3 separate regions of the Gasterosteus aculeatus genome follow, and all the other regions are linked to region 3. The links are chromatin contacts, called in public Hi-C maps. All regions are on one chromosome and are shown on one strand. The core of a region is the stretch at or near the end of the contact, and the rest is flanking DNA. Distances in the headings are between cores, read along the strand shown. Region 1 holds the start of nr3c2 (nuclear receptor subfamily 3, group C, member 2). Region 2 has its middle 7.0 kb from the start of dclk2a. Region 3 overlaps arhgap10 (Rho GTPase activating protein 10).

What was found. A called contact is a pair of places that touch in the nucleus more often than the background predicts.
Region 1: a Hi-C map of whole body shows a contact between it and region 3, with 2.7 times the contacts expected there. The contact joins the promoter of nr3c2 here to the enhancer-like site in region 3. A contact is called at or near these places in 3 of 6 Hi-C or Micro-C datasets (liver, skeletal muscle and whole body).
Region 2: a contact with region 3 is called in a Hi-C map of tail fin, with 3 times the contacts expected there. The contact joins two enhancer-like sites. A contact is called at or near these places in 4 of 6 Hi-C or Micro-C datasets (liver, skeletal muscle and tail fin).

What each region holds. Positions count from the first base shown.
Region 1 is chr9:17,090,627-17,094,327 of fGasAcu3.hap1.1, reverse strand. It overlaps nr3c2 (nuclear receptor subfamily 3, group C, member 2), which reads left to right and starts at 2,040. Exons shown (of 9, transcript XM_040186775.2): 1 at 2,040-2,683.
Region 2 is chr9:17,115,789-17,119,514 of fGasAcu3.hap1.1, reverse strand. No RefSeq gene overlaps it. Among protein-coding and RNA genes, the nearest start is that of dclk2a, 7.0 kb to the left of the region's middle. Within about 2 kb of position 1,369, at least 1 of the 9 cell types and tissues checked has open chromatin away from gene starts, as enhancers often do.
Region 3 is chr9:17,007,776-17,011,893 of fGasAcu3.hap1.1, reverse strand. It overlaps arhgap10 (Rho GTPase activating protein 10), which reads right to left. Exons shown (of 22, transcript XM_078109141.1): 6 at 4,029-4,118; 7 at 3,749-3,853; 8 at 2,965-3,094; 9 at 2,382-2,488; 10 at 2,141-2,235; 11 at 1,470-1,551; 12 at 1,223-1,265; 13 at 1,053-1,121; 14 at 526-600. Among protein-coding and RNA genes, the nearest start is that of arhgap10, 16 kb to the right of the region's middle. Within about 2 kb of position 1,468, at least 3 of the 9 cell types and tissues checked have open chromatin away from gene starts, as enhancers often do.

The sequences.
Region 1 (3,701 bases), core at 791-3,290, 82 kb before region 3:
AACGACTTATGAGTGCAGGAGTTAACATTTTCTATAGCCAGTTCAGATGTCAAATCATGCTAGTTGCTATAGCAACCCTCGTTAAAATTCAATATATACCATATGTGACCTTCATGGTGAAGAGTACCACCATCCAGTCTGTGTGCTAGAGATATTAGCATATATCTGCCGTACAAAAGTCCTTTGGACACACAGAATGAGACCAGTTTTCATATAATGCTCGATGACTAGAACATGCTTCACTGCAGCAAATAAACCCATTTTATAGTGATCATCACACGGATAAGCGCAAATGCAGACCCTTGGTCAGTGGCGCTCCACCTTTGATACCGAGTCCGCCTTGAGAGGGAAGCGTGACCGAGGGAGGATGATGGCGACAGACTTCTTCCCTGATTAAAGCGACCTCTAATTACCACACACACACACAACGCGGACGGGGTCCTCTGCTGAGTTGACGAGTGTTTTATTTCATAGTTAACGTGCTCCAATTCACCTGTCCCCGAGAGGCGCAGCATGCACCTCTCTGTTTTGCCTTTGGCCTGGAAGTGGAAGAGTGGAAGCCTGCTCCTAATCATTGCAATCACTCATCCAAAAAAGGACCTCCCTCCCTAAAAACAAAGCTATTTTTAGGTCCTATGCGCTGGTCTGATTATCATTGATTTGACTAAAACGATGGTCCTTGAAAGCTCAGTGGGCTCAATGGAGCTGCCTCAAATTTTTACCAATGATGGAGGCAATTATTGCTGATTTCATGTCGGCCGTGTTCCGCTGTCAGTCTGCAATTTCATGCGTCTCTGCCACTGGGGAAAATCTGTGATGCAAGGCTAAATTAGATTTGCTCATGATGTGTTTGACTGGCACCCATTATGTGCAATGGACAAATGGGAGCTGCGTGGAAAGGGGGGGGGGTAACATTGGTTATATCTCAATTCTCCTGTTTTTTTTCTTCTAAAAGCTGGTGATTAACAGGCAGATCAGGAAGGTAGGCAGTGTTGCTTGGATGGCTTTGACTAATCTAACTACCGCTGCCTCGCTTTATTAACGGCCGCTACAGGCCGGCTTTGCAGACCCCACATATGCAATAAATAGAAAACGTTTCAAACAACCAGATAGAGCTCCAGTGTCACAGCATAAACCCCACATGCACGGCGTTATGCAGCGACAGAAAGTGACTCGGCAAACAACTCCAGAGATTTAATCAGAAATATCGGCTGCGGCTGAAGTTAAAGGAGTCCACCCTGAAATCTTCAATGCCGTGAAATATCGGTAAAGCATAACATAAAAAACAGTCGGGATTGATAAGTGATGGAGTCACTGATATGCAGTGGTTACTGATTCCAATGGGTGCATTGTTCAAAATTTGAACAACACACTATATTGCTTCAGTTGTGAAAACTGAATTGAAAAGCTCTACCGACATGTACTGTAACCACTTCCTTCTTATGTCGCAGCCCCCTTCACACATTTGTCAACACGTCAACTTTTTTATGATGCATCGTTCAGCAGCCAGGGCAACTGCAGTTTAAATACTAGACGTGGGGAAACAAGCAATTGCACCATAGTTTTGAGAAATAGGGTGATATATCTTAACATCTCAATAGACCTGCTCTTCCAACAGCCATAGAAATATTGCTCCACCTAGTGGAGGCAGCCGCTGTGATTACAGAGAAGCATCCGAGCCATTCGAACCCTCGTTTCTCTGTGACAATATTACTGGCTCTTCTATACCCAAACATCCACGTGAAGTATAAAAGCGGGGCCGAGAGCTCTTTTTCCCAATCTATCTTTGTCAGCGTACGTGCACAAGCCTCGCGCGATGGACCGTTTTTTTTTTTTTTTTCCAGAGGTGGCACTTTGAAACAAGAAGATAAAACAACTACATTACAAAGCGCGGTGAGCGGAAGAATACGGATCATTTAACAATACCGACGGATGCACCGAGCAAACTTGCAGAAGAGGGGCGGGGGCGGCGGGGAGGGGGAGGGGTGTAAAAAAGAAAAAAAAGAAAAAAAGAAAACATTGCCTCCCGCGGTTGTCCTGAGACTTTTATCCCAGACAGCACTGCGCTGAACGCGGTGCCCTATTTCCAGGCGGCTCCGTCTACCTGCGCCGCGGCCCCGCCCCTTTTCGGCTGCCCTCCTCGGAGTGCGCGTTGCACTCGTTGCAGTAGGAGGGTCCATGTGCGCAGAATGACGGCTCTCTGACTTCCAAGTCAAACCGACTCCTCCGTTTTGTTTTTTTTATTACTGTTTTTTTTTTTTCCTCCCCTTTTTTTTCTTCAAATCTCGGGCCCAGCATCGCTTAAAAAAAACAAAAAAAAATAGTTGCGGCCATAATGTGAGATCATCTCGCTGGTGTCGTCCGACCCACCCACCTCCTCCCCTCCTCCCCTCCTCCTCCTCCGTTCAGTCCTGTCAGGGAGCAGCGGCTCGCTGTGGAGGATTACTAGTGATAATACGCAGTAGACTTCACCGGTGTGTCTGCCTGTCAAAACTACCAAACTATGGTTCCGACAGAGTAGACGCGGCACGTTTCGTTGCGTGTGTTTATAGTGACTTTGCCTTGGCGTGTCTTTTCGCTGTTCTTTTTATTTTATTTTATTTTTTATTTTCTGCGTGGTCCTTTTTGGATTATCGCTGCCCAGCAACACGGCCACCTGACAACTCCGAATGTCGTAATCAAGGTAAGGAAGGACGCAGCTCGGTGTCTGACTGCACATCTTTTATCTTTTATTTTATATTATTGTTATGATATATGCGCCGGGCGTGAGGTTGAGAATGAAAGAAAGCTCCTCGCTGCTTGTGTGTCGGGTAACACTCGCATCCGCGGTCCATTTGCTGCGCAGGGGGAGACGTCTGATAACTTCGCGCCGGGACCGTTAGCTCCGCGTCCGGGGCTCCTTTTTTTTTATAAAAGTCGCCAATAAGTTTGTGGACAATTCAAGTAAGCGCAATTATTTCAATAAAAGATGTTACGCGTCTGTGAGCGTGTTATCGGAACATGGGCGCAGGACGTTTAGTGTGATGTCAAATTATTACCAACAAATAATTTATATTTTATTCTTTGTGCACTTGGTTTCTATTTACAGCCCAAAAAGTTGTCAACGAAACGACTTTAATACCAACTTCAAAAGCTACAATACGGCAAAACTCGGTATTTGGTACTTAGTATTTAACCTGCGCAAACGCAAAATGGAGAGACACGCAGAGAGTTGCATGTCCTACAGAGACAGGAACATCACGGCTGGAACAAATGGGAGGAATTAGCTCTCTGACATTTTTCTTTCTTATTTTTTTAAATTTTATTCACGGACCTGCACACAATGTGCATATGGGACATTTAGCAGGCAGCCTGATTTAACTTTTACTCAGATGCGATGGCTGCTCCACAACTGTGAGCCCGTCACAGAGCTGGCAACCCCCTGAAAAGGGGAATATTATAAGGGAATATAGCACCTAAAGCAACGCCTCATATCTGCAACCTGCTGCTCCCTCAAGTTTCTAATGGTTTGCCAGCGTTTGCTGTCGCAAATGTTGCACACGACGGAGCTTCTTCTGCTGCTGAGGCAACACCTGAAGTTATGTCGCAGCTATGTTGTGGCTGCAGGATCAGTAACTATTGAGTGACAGCTTTCCGAACCAACCCGTGAAGGGGCCCGATGACGCTGGCGTCCAATAGAGGCGCAGCCGAGGTGGGCGTTT
Region 2 (3,726 bases), core at 120-2,619, 110 kb before region 3:
AATGGACCGCTAATAGAAAGGTACCAAACTATCCCGTGTTCCTCTACACTGTATATTTGCCCGTGTGGAGAGGACTGTGTTTTCACATGTGGATGACTCAAATATTAACTGCGTTCTCACCACCTTCTAGACAACGACTACCAAATGTGAACTATGATGCACAGCTACACCGGTCACTGCATGTTCACCACGGATCTGGCATGAAATTGACAGAGATGTGTCAGAAATCAGCGCTGTGAGCAGTTGGGCATTGACGGCCGTCTTTCACTGTGAATAACAACCACGGCTCTGGCGAACGCGTCCACTCTCATCTAATCTTGACACAAACTCCTACAGACTCTGCGAGTTGATGCTCCCGTGGTTGGTGTCTGCTGTTGAATTCACTGGACTAGAGGCTGCCGGTAGTCCTCGTAGTAGCTGTCGATGGGTGAATCGTCACAATGATGATCTTTAAGGTCCAGTCAGCGAGCGGTGTGAGGTGGCTGTGATCCCACATCATCTGTGCGTCAAGGTTTTTAAAAGGGAGAAGCCGGTTTTCTGATATGATCCTCCATACATCATACTCTCAATACATAAATGGTAAGACTTTACTTTAAAGACTATTTATTTATGTGCACAAAATATACAAACATGTACTACATAATTTATGACACACTCCATTTCAGTTGTAAGCAGATAATGGAAACTACCTTTGGAGGTTGATGTGTAATTCAGATGATGGATGACAAAATCATAAGATCCAACAGGAATGAACACCTATATGTGGTTTATATCACCACACCTAGACTTAAGTGTGTAATAAATACATTGTAAAGTGTTTATATCGTTTTTAGAAATTATACATATATGTAGTTATGAAATAAACATAACGAAGGCAAAGAAAACCTCTCTAAACAGCTTCCCCTTTACCAGAAGCACCCGACCACCCTAATCCCTAACAGACACATGCCACATGCGACTATGGAATGGACACACTACACACCTTTTGCCTGTATGGAAGAGAAAAAAAAGTACACATGGTTTAGAAATTGTATGCAGTTTAGCAAGGCAAGCTTAAAGGTAAAAAAAACCCCCACTACCGTAATAAAACAGCAATAATCTCCCATAACATTGTATATGATTAACTTTAGTTATTCTGCAATATCCCCCCAGTGATTAGCAAACCTGCATTATAGTAGAGCAATGCTTGTGTCTGGGAGGAATAACATGCAGAGCAAAGTACATTTCCTTTGCCGACTGATGCGTGTATGTTAAAACCCACACGTATGCATCGCTGCAATAACGCAGCACGCAAGAAGCAGAATCAATAGATGGCACTGTTTCCCAGGCCTTGGCCCTCTACTTCAGTCAGTACCCTCTCTCTCCTCGCTTTCCCTCCCGGGAGCCTACGGTTGTTCTGTCTAGATCCCACTTCACAGAAATGTTGAAGTAACTCTCGGTACCTGGAGCCTTTGGAAGCACAATTCTCCAGGGAATCCAGCACAGTTGCTCTTACTGTATCACAATATAGCTGCAGAGAACTGTTGTGATGGGACAGAGGGTTTGGTCACAATACGAGAACTCAATGCAAGCTCAGCGGCAGGTATGTCTGCAGTTATATGTGGGATTTTGTATTTCGGGGATAAGAAATATGAAAACCGCTTTCAACGCATGCGTCGACATTAATGTAAACATATACACCTGTATAGCGTAGTTATATACACTGATATTTTTTTCGTCATTACTTTACTTACTATACAATACCTTAACCCAAACCATAACTGCTTTAGCTTTAATCTTTGTTTGATTTTTGCATTCGTTAATTTGGCTTTTATATAAATAGTAATTTATTGACATAGTTCAACAACATACAGTTGTAACTCATTTTCAACATCAGAAAAATATGAAAACAAAAGCAGTGGTGCCCTGCTGTTATGCATTATTTCTGATCTGCATCACGAGGAATGTAAACCAAGCAAGAATTCCCTGTGCAGATAATAAGGCAGACTTCTCATCATTGGATTCCCTCAAACGTAAGCTGGACAGTCATATTTTTTTGTAATAATAGAGAAATAGATGAGTGGGAGGTTGTCTGTTCATATTTCGAGGTGCCCGTAAATCAAAGCGGATCAATCAGCGGATCACTCAGCGGCCACAACGTCTTGACAAAGAGATTAACTGAGTTTTGACTGATTTGAATAAATAGTTTCCAAGGCTGTTTTTAATGTTTGTTTTACTTCTCACAGAGGTTACAGAGAAAAGCAGCATTGCCGTTGGCTTGGACTACTTTAGAGTGCTACGTTGGCAAAATATGGTCCTTACAAGCAAAAGTCAATTTCAACTATTGTTTTATATATATTGTATAAGTATGTGCATTCTATTGATCTTTGTCGTTGTCACATGTATTAAAGGTCTTTTGACGTGTGTGTTATTCAAGGCCTCTATTAAATATTGTATTCTGCCTTTCTGCAACGTCGACCTACCTGCATGTGAATGACTGTTGCAAAGATGCCTGGCTTCAAACTTACAGTAAGCAATAACATTGATTAGCGAGCTGCGTGGTTCTGTTTGATTAATAACAACACGGATCACTGAATGTGAAAGCGTGGGGAGAGAGTAAGAGTGAAGCTCGACGTGATACCAGGTGAAACGGGTTTGGACTCATGCTATTCTCCCTGGAAGCTTAGAGCTCACCAGCTGCTTTTCTTTCGGGGGTTTTCTGTGCACAAACACAGCGTGTGTTCAGCATCCTTTTGTTCCTCGCCGCTTTCTCGTATGAGAGCAATAACTGGGTCTTCAAGCAGCGCTTGGTCTACATGTGGCTACCTTCTTCGCCTTCAAGTTACACCTGGAACCGTGAAACAACCACAGTGGTTGCTAGGTAACGGGTCTCCTCGCGGCCTCTGCTGTGAGCTTCCGGGGAACCGGGGAGCTTTGCTCACTGAATCAGTCCCTACACCTACTGTATTGTAGGAAATGTGTGTGTGTGTCCATGGATAATAAAGTAAAAGGCTTCCTTTCAGGGTGCCACTATTGTGCCTGTTGGCTTATTGTCACAGCTCCCTTTAAGATAAACCTGTTATTTTCATACTTTTGAATTCATATTAAATGAAACAACAGTAAAACAGTTTCCTATTTACATACCTAGCATTCAAAAGTTAAGTCTTTTTATCCCGGTTTTGGTCTCCAACAACACTGAATATACAAAGCTGAGCGGGTTAAATTAAGGTTCTCTGTAAAGTCAGAGTTAAGGTTTTCTTGAAATGAAAACACCCTTAATGAAATTTCCTCAAAACGTTCGCTTGAACAAAACCCTTTTTCTCCTCATCTTGACCTTTTGCTTAAGGAATCCCTTAGTCAAACCAAAACAAAGTAAGACGAAAACCTACACGTTACTCTGAATAAATCCCTGCAACCACATTTATGACATTAAATGAAAAAAGAACGTACAGCGGTTCATTATTTAAAGTCAGGGGTGGGCGATGTATTTCATGTCCGCAGGTCAACGCAGCGCCGCCTCGTTTACCGAGCTCCAAACGGCCTCAGCGCTAATTGTGATGAGGTTCCTGTCGACAAACAAGAGGAGGATGAGATGTGAGATGGAAGCTGGACACCTTTGACATTAGACATGATCATCTCATTCAATGTTCAAAATAGTGATTGGTTCAAGCGTTGAAATCTGGTTTGAAAATACAATAAAGACAGGTTAAAGCCTGCTACTGGTCAATAGAATAGACGATTTGAATG
Region 3 (4,118 bases), core at 219-2,718:
GAAACTTCTTAAAATGCAGCAGCAGAGTGTTAATGGAGGCCACAGCATAAGTCGGCAGGTTGGGAGGCTGGAAGTTTTTGGAGAGGAAGCCGAGACAGGCTGCCAGTTGCCAGAGTTTGTTGTTATTCTGGACACAGAGCTGAAAGCCAGCTCGTGCCTGCCGGAGACGGCAGGAAACCAGAGTGCAGACGGGGAGCCACGACTGAAAGGGATTCAAGACCAGTGTGCGGCACAAAGGAAAGACGACTGATGACTTTGAGTGGAGGAGAGGCGGGTTTAGTGGTGCGTTAATGAAGCACAAGGCAAAAAACTGCGGCTGGGAGGGGTCCTCACTAGTTGTCTGGGGGAAATACAACAGACATGAAGTGAGTAAAAGATTTGAGAGACATGCTTCTGATGGGTCATGGGCTGATTGTAGGTCACTATCTTTTTAATATGGTTTTAACTTTTGTTCGGTTCTGACCAGCAAATTTCTAAGCAAAATGTATTTGAAGAACGGAAAGAAAATAATAGCATTGTACTTACCAATCATTAATGAGAGGAGCTTCTGGACCTTGGAGCTCACCCCAACAACTCTGTACAGGCCTTGGTCATTAATACCTGAAAGCAATCAGGAAACTTTATTACTGATCTTAATATTTTAAAGTGCTTTACAAGGAAAAGAACACAGAAACCACACAATAAATGAGAGGACCAAAACAAGAATAAGAACAGAAACGTACATATATAGTGTTGTCTATACATCAGATACATGAATAAATTACTGCAATTTAACAGTTTAGTATGGTAGATAAACCATTGCAGAAATAAATGTTGAGGGGGAACAGAACAAAATGAAAATGAAATTAATAAGAACGTAAGTGCTGCAAAATGAAAAGCATTATTCATAGACTATTCCTTCAGTATGTACTGCCTGCAGTAGCTTCCAGTCAGACTTTGGTACCAATATTGGAGCAAGTCTGCCCCCTTGTGTAGAGATGACAATAGTGCTCCTACGTTACCATTTACCAAATGTCATGTTAAATAAATGACCTTACTTATGCAAGGCTCACCTCTTGTCTCTATGGCGCTGATGGCGTTCTTCATAAAACTCAAACCGACATTATTCAGCTGAGCATCAACTGCAGAGATCAAAATAAATCATAAAAAAGGGGTCATGCATTGCGCTCATGAAAGTTTATGATATTCTTTTACAGATACAAAGTCTCCAAAGAATGCTTACTGCCTCTTTCTTTAGAATACGTCCTCCCGAGATAAGGTCCAGACTAGAGGAAAAATAAAAAAAACCTTTATGGCTTAACAAAGTATACTTGGACATCGTGATGCACAGTAAAGTGCAGGTATGTGGCAGCACAACACAAAAAGAAAGGTTTCCTCAAAAAGATGGCAGTTAAACAGCATACAGTGGAGCTACATGACTCAAGTGTGAGTAACACGAAAACACAACACGGTGCAGGCGGCTGACTCACAGCTTCCTTCCCATCCATGGCCTGCATCCAGAACTTGTGGTCATCCTCTGACATAGCCTGTACTGTCAGCACCGTGCCAGGGCTGGAAGAGAGCCACACCACATCAGCGTTAGAGGTACAGACAGCAGGGAACTGCTCTGTGTCATTAGAAAGCACCAAAAGGAGCAAAATATTTGACACAAAAAAATCACCTCGGTTTGGCAATTACTAAAAATATGAGACCTATCAGTTGTCCATGCGGATACATGGAACATACCATCACGTGGGACCAGATAGATATCAAGCTACTCATCCCCATCAGCTGGATGTGTGGAGACTCAAATGACCATGTTAAATCTGGGCTATTGCTCTTCTATTAATACTACAGGAAAAAAAGGGTAGGGCAGAGTTCAGTTGAGTGACAAAATGAGATATCCATAACAGCACGGCACAGAGGGGTGCGACAAATTACCCTAATTAAGTGTGTGAGGATAGCCCCCCCGACATAAATCCTGCTGTCCTGCCCTCAGCAATACAGAACACAGAGCAGAAAGCTGACCTAGTTGTGTGAAGCTGTAGTCTTTAGCAAGGCTGTTAATGTGGAATGCCACAGTGGATAATCGATGCGTGTCTGTAATATAAAATATATATCATTAGTGTGTTAACAGAAGAGGTGTTAGGCAAAGACGTACCGATCCGTAATTTCAAGTTCTAAGCAGAACCTCCTGTCCAACACGTCTAGCGTCTTGCGGAGACAGGATTTGAGCGTGACGGATTCTGTCTCCCCCTGAAAAAGAGAGAAAGTCCTTACTGTACGGAGCAAAATGAATTACAACAGATAGCGTGTCATTCCAGAGTGAGATGACGTAGTGCACAAAGTTGTTTGGATTTCAGAAATCTGGCGAGGCATCAACGTGTCGTAGGACAACTCACTATCTTGCCACCGGATCTGTGGTCAAAGGTCACCATGTGAAGAATCTTCTGCTTTGTGACATACGTGCTGTAGCGCTTGACCCAACTTGAGCCGAAGGGAGGCGGCCCTGGAAAAACAAGCGCGTGACACAGACATTCAACGCGGTTTGCGTAGCAACCATCCGTCCATACACAGCAGTATCAGGGCAGACATCCAGAGTGATGTGTGACAGCAAGTAGACAAGAATTATAACCGGTTCACTCAAGTCTGTAAGTCAGCGTTTAGTACCAAGTGCGTCACATTGCACTTCTATTGCTGCTGCGGCTACTTAAAAATGGATTTGAAACATCCATGTATTTTTCCCATTATAGGGATGCAGAGAATTACTTCACTGCCACACAACCCTTTAGATAGAATCACTGACAACCCACAGTGGGCACAGGAAACCTTTAAATCGTAAATACCACCACTTCTATAAGTGTTTTAAAAAAAGCAGTAAAAGACACTTTCTGATTATGAAATTGGAGTATGTTTATGTGCGTGTTAAAAATGGGTATAATAGGACACCCCCGAATAAAACAACATTTGAGATATACATCTTACGTTTTTCTTGTACATAGAGGTAACCTTCACAACTGATGGGGCTGGTCTGTCTGTATTCTTGAGGGGCCTCCCTTATCCTCTTCATTAGATCGTACACCTCTGACCGCGCGCCCTCAAAACGACTCCTTGTCTGGTGGGAGGGGGAGGAGGGTGGGGGGTAAACACAGGCTCCAGGAAGTCACTTCCTGATGCTCAGTGATTAGGCAGAGAGACCTTCCTAACAAGAGGTCACAACAACTCAAATCTCCAGGGTTGTCCTTGGAAACGCCGTTATCGCCATGACAAGAGTTTTATAGCATTTATTGCCAAAATATGTTGGACATACAAGATATTTGACATGCAGAAATTGACAACATAACAATGTGCATAACTATGGACAGTAAGACAACGGACACTGCAGGAAAATTTACATCTTGATTTAAATCTACACTATAAAATAGAAGAATATAAACAAGAGGAATAAAAAATAAAGTGCACAGGCAGTGCACAACAGATGACCATACTCCAATGTAATCCAAAACAAAGAATGAAACCGAAAAAATACCAAATCAAGACAACATATTGGCCTGGAGGAAACCAAAGTTCCGTGATGCTGTTTTCAGCTATAGTGTTTTCTTTCACGGGCCTTCTGATCTCTACTCTGATTGTATTCACTCTGGCACCCATTATACAGCTTTGTGCTCTTTGGGCAGATGGAGAGCACACAACATGTGTAAAATCAATTGCCGTCATGCTCAGAATCATCCTTATGCAAATACAAGAAGAAAACATGAATCTTTCTTACATTCTGAATATTGATCTGCAGTGCTTTTTTATAGTGGTCAAAGTCCTTGGCGAGCTCAAAGCCCTGGTGATAAAAGGTGAAGACCGTCTGAAAGAAGGCCAGCATCTAAAAAAAGATCAGGACACATAAAGGACAGATAAAGAGACGCTGATCTAAACAGCCAGCGAGCGAAAGAGAAACTCACAACGCAATCGCTCATTGAGACAAATCCTACATTGCCCCCCTGCTGTTATCTATGTGAAACATCATTGCTGACATGCCGCCAGGTTATGTCACTCACCGGCTCCACACACTCAAACTTCTTTCTCTCCTGTATCTCCTGCAGTTTGCACACATAGGTCAGCGACTCCTCCTGAAAGTGCAGCTTCAT